Regions from separate parts of the Sorghum bicolor genome. Here region 1 is linked to region 2. A link is a contact called in public HiCAR-type data. All regions are on one chromosome and are shown on one strand. Each heading gives the region's core, a stretch centred on a gene start, on an enhancer-like site or on the middle of the called end of the contact. The rest is flanking DNA. Distances are from core to core; before and after follow the strand shown.

Evidence for each region. HiCAR-type assays count read pairs that join an accessible place to other places.
Region 1: a contact with region 2 is called in a HiCAR-type map of leaf, with 2.0 times the contacts expected there. The contact joins the promoter of LOC8064998 here to the promoter of LOC8069195 in region 2. A contact is called at or near these places in 1 of 4 Hi-C or Micro-C datasets (leaf mesophyll) and 1 of 1 datasets of contacts at active chromatin or transcription factors (leaf).

What each region holds. Positions count from the first base shown.
Region 1 is chr10:60,219,965-60,225,289 of Sorghum_bicolor_NCBIv3, forward strand. LOC8064998 (endoplasmin homolog) reads right to left here and starts at 3,311. Exons shown (of 15, transcript XM_002438985.2): 1 at 3,159-3,311; 2 at 2,224-2,344; 3 at 1,980-2,133; 4 at 1,819-1,899; 5 at 1,613-1,724; 6 at 1,383-1,509; 7 at 1,158-1,296; 8 at 570-687; 9 at 303-487; 10 at 1-192. The coding sequence starts at 3,225. LOC8069197 (basic leucine zipper 23) reads right to left here. Exons shown (of 3, transcript XM_021449388.1): 3 at 4,628-5,141.
Region 2 is chr10:60,187,103-60,192,852 of Sorghum_bicolor_NCBIv3, forward strand. It overlaps LOC8069195, which reads left to right and starts at 2,975. Exons shown (of 12, transcript XM_021449227.1): 1 at 2,975-3,447; 2 at 5,186-5,511; 3 at 5,597-5,704. The coding sequence starts at 3,289.

The DNA.
Region 1 (5,325 bases), core at 2,061-4,560, 33 kb after region 2:
AAGAAGGTCATCGAATTCATCAGAGATGAAAACTCTTCTAACATACAGCTTGAGGTTTGACTTGTTACTGTTGTAGTAACTCTCATAGAGATCATGTGGAGCCTTCGGAGGAATGAAGAGCAAAGCTTTGAACTCAACATCTCCTTCAGCAGTGAAGTGGCTCCAACCCATAGGCTTGTCATCACCGAAGTCCTGAAAAAGAATTGTTAAGTTATACAAATGTTTCGTCAATAAGATCCACAAACAAAGCTTTCTTTGGTAAAAACAATCATTTACTACTAACTCATTGCTACAGTATTTACCTTTGCTAGTGAGTGGTAAAACTTTGAGTACTCTTCATCAGTAACCTCCTTTGGGCTGCGAAGCCATACAGCCTTCACATCATTCAGAAGTTCCCATTCAGAAGTAGTCTCCTTTATTGTCTTCGTCTTGGGCTTTTTCTCTTTCTCTTCATCTTCTTCTGTCTCTTCCTCTGTAGTTTCTGGGGCTGTTAAGAAACACATGATGTGTCAGCACCAACACACATAACTACCATCTCAGGAGAATAAACAACTTCACTAAAGACTTACTTGAATCCTCTTCATCACTTGTCTCACCCTCATCAGCTGGCACTTCAACATCAACCTCCTTCGTCGACCACAAATAGATAGGGAAGTTGATGAACTCAGAGTACTTCTTCACCAAATCCTGCATAAAGGAGAATTCAAATTAAACACTTGTAACTACAGATGCACAAACAGATATACTTGTCTTATAAGGTCTATAAGAGATGTGTTTCATTACGATGTATCAAATCCAAGTAGTGGACAGGACAAACAGGTACTCCTATATGTTTCACTTGCTCTCACACAGTAACACGAAAATTATCTCATCATTAATGAATGCACTATTATTGCCAGAGACAGATGCTAAGCAATCTGCCATTGCTCTAAAACCAAAACATATTGACAACTTGACTTCTGAAAAAATCTGATTCAAATTCCTAGTTAGCACTGTTGGGGTCATGTCCAAGTCTAATAAAATATGTTGATTTCAGATAACACTGTTGGACTTCAAGTTGAAATACACATACAAGCTAAAAACTACCTCGTACCCATTGTATATTTTGCGGCATAAGTCAATTAACCCAAACAAAAGACAAATGAATGTGTTGATACCTTTAGCTTATCCTCTTCCAAGTACTCCTTGGCCTCATCTCGCAGATGTAATCTTATCTCAGTTCCACGGCCAAGGGGCTCATTCCATGTATCCTCAGAGATAGCAAATGATCCATCAGCTTTTGATTCCCAGACATATCTAAAAGAGTACAACACCGCAATAACATTAGGCAACTACAATGGTAAATCAACACATGAATACAAAATCAGACAAAAATATCTTACTGTTTATCATCATTGTGCTTGCTGACCACTTCGACATAGTCAGCAACCAAGTACACAGAGTAGAAACCAACACCAAACTGTCCAATAAGATTGAGGTCACCTCCGGACTGCATCTTTTCCACAAAAGCTGCAAAGGTGGCAAACAATTCAAATTATTTGAGAGCGTAATCCTATAATATTTAACAAATATTGGATTGCAGTAATCAGACGGAAAGATGAAGGAACAATACCTGAAGTTCCAGACTTAGCAATGGTTCCAAGGTTCTTAATAAGATCTTCCTTGGTCATACCAATACCCCTATCCCGAATGGAGAGGATCTTCTTCTCTTTGTCCAACTTAATCTGCATTGGCATAGGCCAGACGCCTTAAGGTCCAATTCTAAAGCAAGATATGATGCCAAAAAAAAAAAGGCTCTCGCACTGAAATCCCACGTACCTGAATCTCAAGCTTTGCAGTGTCACCTTCGCCCAGAACCTCCTTATCAGTAAGGGAAAGGAACCTAATCTTATCCAAAGCCTACAGACATGCAGAACACCAGTGTTAATTTTGGGCATCCACAATGAAGAATAAACACAGGGATCAGATGTAATACATACATCAGAGGCATTGGAGATGAGCTCCCTCAAATAGATATCCTTGTTGCTGTAGAGTGAGTTGATGATGATGTCCATGAGTCTGGACACCTCAGCTTGGAACTCAAACTTCTCGGCTGAGCTCCTGAGAGTCTTCCTAGAGATAGACTCGGCTTCCCTGCACACAACAAAATCATATTGTTCATAAAAAGTATCGATAACATGGCAAAGCAGTAATAATCAGCACTGATCACAAGGCCGTGCGCACCTCTGGGCAACATCAGAGTCGGTAGACAGACCATGAGGGACAGCACCAAGCTTCTCCTCTACCTTCGGTGGGTTAGCTAAGTCATCGCTGCTCTCCTCGGCATTCACCTGTAGCTTCTTAGCTGCAGAATAGGCAGGGTCAGTACAAGATTGAAATTCCACTTATATGTAGGCTTTTGGTATGCAGGTACAGCACAGTAAATGGAAACCAAAGCTGCCACTAGACTAGAAGGTCCTTTAAATTCACCAATTCGCCAAGAGTAGTATGATAGGGACATGTGCAGAGAGTCCTCAAATTTACTAAAAATAGCATGATATACTGGAGCACTTGATCAGTCAAGTGAGCAGTACATTTACCCCGCAGATAAGATCCATGTAGGTAACAGCTAAAAATGGATGAAGTTACAGGTCTAAACCCCATTAAACCCCCAAACGGAACAAACCACATGCTCATCACCAGTAAACTAAAAGAAAAATGTGAAGAGCCCCATGACGAATCGAAGATCTAGTCAGCAATCTCGAACTCGAAACAAACCCTGCCATTATATTGGATCGAAAAGACCAGGGGCCGCTCACTTCCCCATCTAGCGGAACACGAGATCTAGCAACAAATTGGAATGAAATTTTCTAGCAGAGATCGCATCCAGTGTCACCATCCTCTACCCCCAACGAATCTAGTAGCAGCTACGACCGTGTCCTTCCGGTCGGAAATTTACCGCGCGATCCATCACACAGGGTGCTCATATTCAGACAGACTGGACAGGAAACACTACGCGAAACTAAGATGAGCCGACGGGCAGAGCTAATTAGTGATCGGGCGACACGGAATCCGCCACCAATCGCCTCGAGAACACCGGGATCGACAAACCACACACACACACACAAAAATCAACGGAAAAGTAAAAAACTGGAGATCTCCGGCACGCGGGGTCATGCCTGGGTCGGGGAGGGTGGTGAGGAGGAAGAGGAGGAGCAGCGCGGAGGAGAGCGCCCACTTGCGCATCGTCGTCTCGCCTCGCTTCGCTTCACTCTGCGGAGCACCACCAGTGATGAGTTCGTCGCGCTCTGCGCCGGAGACGAAAGCCCCTTTAAAACGGGCCGGGGCCAGGAGACCCGTGCGCTCGGTCCACGCGGGTGCGATACGGCCACGTGGACGAGCGGACGGCCGCGATTGGATCCTGTCCACGTGGCGGTTTCTCAATGGGCGACGCCAGCGGACTTGACGTGGTGCGGGAGCGGGGATGAGGGTCTCTGCCGTCCGATGGGGAGATCTGCGTGCTCCAAGGGCTGGGATCTCGTGTGCCCCTTGAATGGTGGACACGTGGAGTGATGTGATTGGACGCAGGCCGGGTCACCCACGTCGATGGGCTGCTAGAAAGTTCGAAGCGCGTGCTTACCGGATAATTTTGTTCAGGAAAGAAAGGGGTGTTGTGGTGGGGCTGGAGCGACGGGGTGGCCCACAAGTCAGTCAACGTGCGTTGACGAGCGACCGGTCGATGGCCGTGCTTGGAACGCTATGGTGCTGGACCTTAATTCTGATTGCGCCATCAGGCATTTCGTCAGTCTTCTGAAGGCCAAAGCTCAGTGGGATGCAAATTAATAAGGCTTTGTTTAGATGCAAAATTTTTTTTGAAGTTTGACACTGTAATATTTTCGTTTGTATTTGATAAACATTGTCCAACCATGAACTAACTAGGCTTAAAAGATTCGTCTCATGATTTACAGATAATGGGATTTGGTGAAGATGCGCAATGGCGATGTCAAGGCGAAGATACGGGCCGGGAGCATGCAGCAGAGGCAGATCATCGATCTTTGTGTGTGGGCAGGGCAGACGCTCGCCGATTAGAACAATGCATCATGTGTTTCCGTGAAGATGTTCGGCGACAACCTCACATTTAATTTGACGGCAATGAGCTTGTTGACGATGGGAAGACACTTGCTGAGTACAATGTCCATCTGGGTTCACTTCCGTTTCTGTACTAGTATTCAAATTATGCTTCTTTCCTGAACTCTACGGAGCCATGTCCACTTAGTTTGTCTATATATTTGTGTGAAGGACTAAAATGGCAACTAGAAAGGGGATGATGATGGGCAGGATGAATAAAGAGGTTGCTACTATTACCGATCAAATTATCCCATCCGTGCTACGTGATGCTCAAGATAGACTCTTGCTTCTGAAGAGATTTATGCGAGCTGCAGCAGGTGCTTAAACAGCTCAACGAATATGCACCGTTTAACGCCAATCATTCAGCACCTAAAGATCTCTTGAGGATTCTGCGCTTATTGGAGGAAGCAAATGCTGTTGTCGGACGCACTTGTCGGTAACAGCATCACAGGTAATAAGAGAGAGAATTGCTGATGCATCAGAATTGTCAGGGCTAAAGTTATTAAACTAACCATGCAAATTCCAATCAATGCAACAAATTATTTATTTGCGAATGAAATAGTAAAACATTCAAACAATAAACGAATCCAGGTTCCCTCAGATCACGCACACAGCAGCAGAGAGACATGGCACCCACAAAGGGATTTCAGGAACGATGCATCTACATGGGCAACAGGGTTTACATTAAACTTGAGATTCTCTACAAAAATCTGAGCGTCTTAGACCACATATGCCAATTTTTAACCAGTTCATGTTCGACTCCTTCAGATCCGGTCCAGTTCTGCACTTGATCAGAAAGCATCTGGGAACTAAGGAAAATAAACAAGGATGTCTTGTCAGCTCTAGAGCTAACAAACTTGAATCGCCTCAGGCACCATAGAAGCATCATGGGCGACGAACTCACACACATAGCAGTTTGAACCAGTGCGGTCCTACATAGAAGAGCTAGCAGTTTATACAGCGTTCCTTTTGAGGCAGAACGGGAAGCCCCAGCAGTCTCCGAAAAGGAGAGGCCATAAACACTGTCAGGAGTCCTGAAAAAAGAGCAATAGAACAGGTGTTACTTGTGAGTTTAGAACATGAAAAGTTCCTAGCAGCAGGAAAGGTGGTAAATAATAAAATGCCACCATTTTTATCAGGTTTATTTAATGTAAATCATGCAAAGAAAAAAAAAAGGAGGGGGGCTATTGACTATCAAGTGCTAAGGTAAATATATGA
Region 2 (5,750 bases), core at 1,725-4,224:
ACTAGCAGACTATATGTTACCAACCAAAGCAGGCGAGATGCCAGCGCCCGGCATATGAACCTTGTTCGTTTGGTTTAAAAGCCATGACTGAAAACATTATTTGCTAATTTATTATGAAAGAAAAACACTACTACAAAACCAACAAATTTAGTAGTTCAAACAAATAGGACATGGCGCGTTGCCTGCAGCGTACTAATACGCACTACCCAGTACTCCCTTCGTCCCAAAATAAGTGTCGTTTTCGTTTTTCGAGAAATAACTTTAACTAAATATATAATAAAAATATTAATATTTATAGTACATAATTAGTATCATTGAAAAGATCTTTAAGTCTAGTTTTTTAACAAAATTATTTAGAGATAAAAATATTGCATGTATTTTCTACAAATCGAGTCAAAATTGTGGCACAAAAACCTAAAACGACACTCTTTTTGAAATGGAGGGAGTATAGGAGTAGCAGTAGTACACACTAGATGGGCACCCGGCAGGGTTGGTCAATTCCTGCTCAACATTTTTCATCTGTTTCCACGTATTCAATTTCTTAGTAATTATTTTGTGATGTGAACCTAAACTACCTTCGTGTTGAAGAACTAGGATCTTGTTTAGATGCGAAAAGATTTTGGCAAATATTGTCCAATCATGGACTAAATACGATCAAAATATTCGTCTCGCGATTTACAGTTAAACTGTGCAATTAGTTTTTATTTTTATCTATATTTAATGCTTCATGCATGTGCCGAAAGATTCGATGGGACAGAGAATCTTGAAAACTTTTTGGCTTTTAGGGTGAACTATGTGTGATTTATCATCTATATATGCATGCCATCCGATGGATGCATTCCGTGACATATGGATAGCATGCGCGGTGTGGCTCCAACAGTTTAGTTAAAATATATAAATTAGGTGTGCTCAATAGATAATATACTTCCTTCGTCCCAAATTATATGACGTTTTGGTATCTCTAGATTCATAACTTTACCATGTACTATGTATATAGATAACATATATCTAGATTCATTGTTTTGTTCTGTTTTGTTATTCCTTTCTTTGTACTTGTTTCACTATTTTTAATATATTCTCAGTAGGGGCTCCTTGCCCTTCCTGTTCTATAAAAAAACATACTACGTAGCAGAAGCTATGAATCTAGAGAAGCTAAAATATCTTATGGTTTGGAATAACAAAATGAGTTCTTTTTTCATGAATAACAGTACAAATAGAACAAACTAAACTAGGTTAATTGGAACAACTGATAACATCAAAATTTACAGCTAAAATATAAATTTATGATGTCACAAAAAGATACTATAAGAGATCATATAACTTAACAAAGTTTCCAACTGAACAATACATGTTAAAAACTCACAAAAGTACATCACAATGACGAAACACATATATATTAATTGACAAATCTATTATAACCTTGTAGAGATTACAGAGTGTCTATGTTAGAAAATACATACTGAAAACTAAAATAATCAATTTTGATTAGATGTACATATCTATTAATTTTTTTAATACTCGTGCAACTATATTTTTTTAGTTCTAGAACACCGATTGTTTGACTAGTTAGTGATATAATAATTGCTCTAATCATCTTTGTCATATAGGAGATGAAACCAAATTTATTTCCTTTTATTAAGGGTCTATTTGGATCTTCCTAGAATTAAAGCTATAAATATATAGTTTAAAGTTAGCTCTAAACTTTAGTCCATCTCATATTAGAGTTTTAGATCTCAAAGCTGAGCTAGGTCTAAAGTTTTGAGATGTTGATCTAAATAAGTCCCGAAAGGATCGCAACTGTAAATAGCCAATAGGTCAACCAAACACCATGTTCTCACGTGTCATCGTTGTGCAATTTTTTTTTTTAAAAAAAAGAACCGGAGACACCAACTACAACTACTGCATGAGGTCAAAGTTTACGGTTTTTAATTAGTTTCATTGGCTGGAATCCAATTACAGCGGTGCCAGCCAGGCCGCGGCGTAGTTACCACGTACACGCATTTTATGAGCCTGACTCGGTGCCGGTCCAGTCTACCATTACAACGTTGTCAAAAACAAAAACAAAAAACACTTACAGTAAAAAAAAGAGAGCTGATCCTACCTTCCACTACCAGTCAAGATGGAAGTACTACGATGTCCACAGAGAAAAGAGTTTTTTAAAAGAATATATATCCACAAGATGGAAGGACTATGGTTTCTGGAGGAAATAAATTTTTTTAACTATATTTCTACACAGCTATTTTGTTTATTTATCTTTTATTTTAGAATATTTTAATATAATAATAATAATAATAATAATAATAATAATAATAATAATAATAATAATAATAATAATAATAATAATAATAATAATAATAATAATAATAATAATAATAATAATAATAATAATAAAAAACTTCACCGCACATATTATTCGGCCGTGATAAAAAGTTTTCTTTTGAGGGGCAGCCGTGGTAAAAGTGAAGGCAACGGATCCCAATTCCCACGTAGTAGTAGAGGAAGAAACCCTGAGGCGAAGAAATGGCAGTGTAAAAGGGATATATTTTTTAATTTTATATATAATGAAAAAAACCTTTACTACTGCACGTCTTCTGCCGTGGTAAAAGTGAAGACAGCCATGTACGTACTGTAGACTGTAGAGAGACGACGACCCTCAGGTGAAAGTGTAAACTGGCAAGGGGAAGTGCGTGCGGGTGCAGACTGCAGTGCAGCGCAGCGCAGGGAAAGGAGAGCGACGGATGGAGGAGAGGAGGAGGACGACGATGGCGACAGAGACAGAGAGGCCGGGCGTGGGACGGAAGAGAAGACGGACGGAACGAGTCAAAGGTTGCCCACGGCGACGACGACCCATCGACCATGGATGGACATGGACAGCATGGTTGGGAGACGGGACGGGGCAGCCGGGACGGGGCACACCACACGCCACGCCACGCCAGGCGCCCAGGCCACGGAACAAAAAGCGACCCATCCCCACAAAGCCCCAAACCAACCCCGCCGTCGTCTCGGCTCGGGCGCTCCCTCGTCAATCCCACCACCACGCACCGGCACCGCCCCTCGCCCTCGCCTCCGTCTCCCATTCCACTCCACCCGCGACTTCAAAGTTCATTCAAACCCGCGACCACCCGTGCGCACCACCCCCACCAACTCCGCCGCTGGGAGGCGTCGGAGCGACGAGCAGCAAGCATAAGGAATAGGCGCCAGGGCTCCAGCCTCCAGAGCGCGCGCGCGTGCGTGTCCTCTTTCTGCCGGTTCCTAATCGCCCGACTCCGGCGAGAAGCCAAGCCGGCCATGGGGTGCGTGTGCTCGAGGCGGTTCCCGGAGGACGAGCCGGCGGCGCCGGGCTCGCTGGCGACCGCCTACGACGCGCGCCGCGGGAGGTACGGGCCCGGGGACTTCGACTCCGGCGAGCTCGCCATCCCGCCGCCCAAGCCGCCTCACTCCCACAAGGTACCTACCTTCCCTTCAGTCGCTGGCTGTGGCTGGCTGCTACCTCCTCTCCCTCCTTCTCTATCTCTCAACGCTGCCCGCTCCTTCCTCCCCCCTCCCCGCCACGCTTCGCGCATGCTGCCGCGGCTCTCGCTGCCTTATTCGGTGCATGCATGGAGGTGCGGTGCTGCTGCTCTGCTGCAATTTCTGGTCACCATGGAGACGGAGCTCCCGACTTTTATCAATCTATCCTGATTCGATTCGCTAGCGAGGCTCACCACTTCGTCGCCAGAGTTCCCAAAAGGTTTGGCTCCCAGTTCCCAGCCCTGTCTGCTCAGCGACGCCGCCGCGTTTGAACGGAGGACACGCAACGCTCGTCGTCGTCGTCGTCGTCGGCTCGCCGGAAGGCTGAAGCTGTTTCCGCCTCATTCATTCAGTTAGCACCGCCGCGCAGTCTTTATCAAGCCCTTCACACTAATCACCTTTAGCAAAATTGTCCATTATCACCTTTAGCAAAACAGTCCGTTTGATCAGAATTCCAGAATAATGGTTGATGGTGTTTCGGTATCTGTTGCCAAATCTGCATGTGCTCGATTACCGGGTAAAGGGAAGGAGACGGGAACAGATACATACATACATACAACAGGTAAAGCCAATAATAAAAGCCAGTCCACAAATCTGCATGTCATGTCGGCATACAATGTGAAGTCAAGCTTGGCGGCCCTTCTTTTGGCATAAGTATATTCTAAGCTCTCTCCCAGGAGGACGATTCTCTTGTTTTGATCACTGGGATAAGTGAAGGGCTTAATCTACATTCAGGTTGCTGTCAGCAAAAGTCTACCCTCTGGAGTGGTCAAGCCTGCGACACACAACGCGAAATTGTGTCTGACCGTTCTACTCTTGGAGTCGACAAATCATACCATCTTACTCTTCCAGAGGCATGAAGTTTCCAGTTTTTTTATTCGCAGCTAGGAGGGTGCTCTCCTCTGAATGTGCAAGGAGTTTGTCAAACTACAAACTGTGACACAATGGACAAACACCAGTCTTACTGCATATTGCTGTCAAGAGGTGTAGACAATCTTATAAAAAAAACATGTGTAGATAAATATTTGGATAAGCAGTGGCTAGGTGATTGAGCATGATCCTGCAAATCTGGAATCTCATAGCTGGACATATCAAAAACAAGGCTACAAGATATTAAAACTTTTGGTTAAAGGGAATTCAGCATTTTTGGTTGTCCATGCAGAGTTCCGCTGTGTGCTACCATATGTTCCTTGTCTTCCTAGTCCTCATCTGGTTAAGGGAATTCACCATCTTACCCTGGTCTGATCTGTTATCATCAAGCTAAGGATAATCTTCTGTTTCACAGTAAATTCAGAAGAGCAATGGAACAACTTTGAAGGACTGACATCTCCTTTTTATTTTTATTTTTATTTTTATCAAGCTCATTCAATGTTTCTTGTTTCCAACTAGTTGCATGAACTTCATTTTTTAGTAGTGCTGTTTCATAACTTTTAACATTTCAGACCAGAATAGCATTCTTAGAATATATAAATCTGGCTTTATCTCTCATGAGCTCGCACCTAATGTCATGTTTCCTAAAGTGATAATATATTCAACCTCCTTTTCTTGACACTGTTTTCTGCAACAGCTAGTTAGCTTTCTATTTGTAGATGATGAAATAAAACTAAGAGATTATTACATGAGAGCATAGCAGTAGGTCTTTTCACATGAACTCTGACATACTAAGTTCTGCCAGGTATCAGACACAGGTACATTTTTGGGAAGAGCTAGCATTGCTGGTCTGGAAAAGGCTGTTGAAGTGTTAGATACGCTCGGGAGTAGCATGACAAATTTGAATCCTGGCAGCGGCTTTCTCTCTGGGGGAACCAACCGGGGGAATAAAGCCTGTATTTTAGCATTTGAAGTTGCAAATACAATAGCTAAAGCTTCTAGTTTGTGGAGGTCATGCTCTGATGAGAGTATAGAAGAGCTCAAGAAAGAGATTCTGCATTCAGATGGAGTGCGAATATTGGTGTCCTCAAATACCATTGAGCTGTTGCATATTGCTGCCGTTGATAAAAGGTATGATTTGAACTTGCTCTGAATACTCTCAGTTGCTTTAGTCAAAACTGTGGCTGACTTGGACTTGAAAAATGGGATCATACAGGGAAGAACTTGCCATCTTTTCAAGAGAAGTTATACGATTTGGCAACCTCTGCAAAGATCCTATATGGCATAACTTGGGGCGATATTTCGACAAGTATGCCTCTGAAAAGTATGCTTTTCATCTGAGTTATCGCTATCTAAAATCATATTAGCAC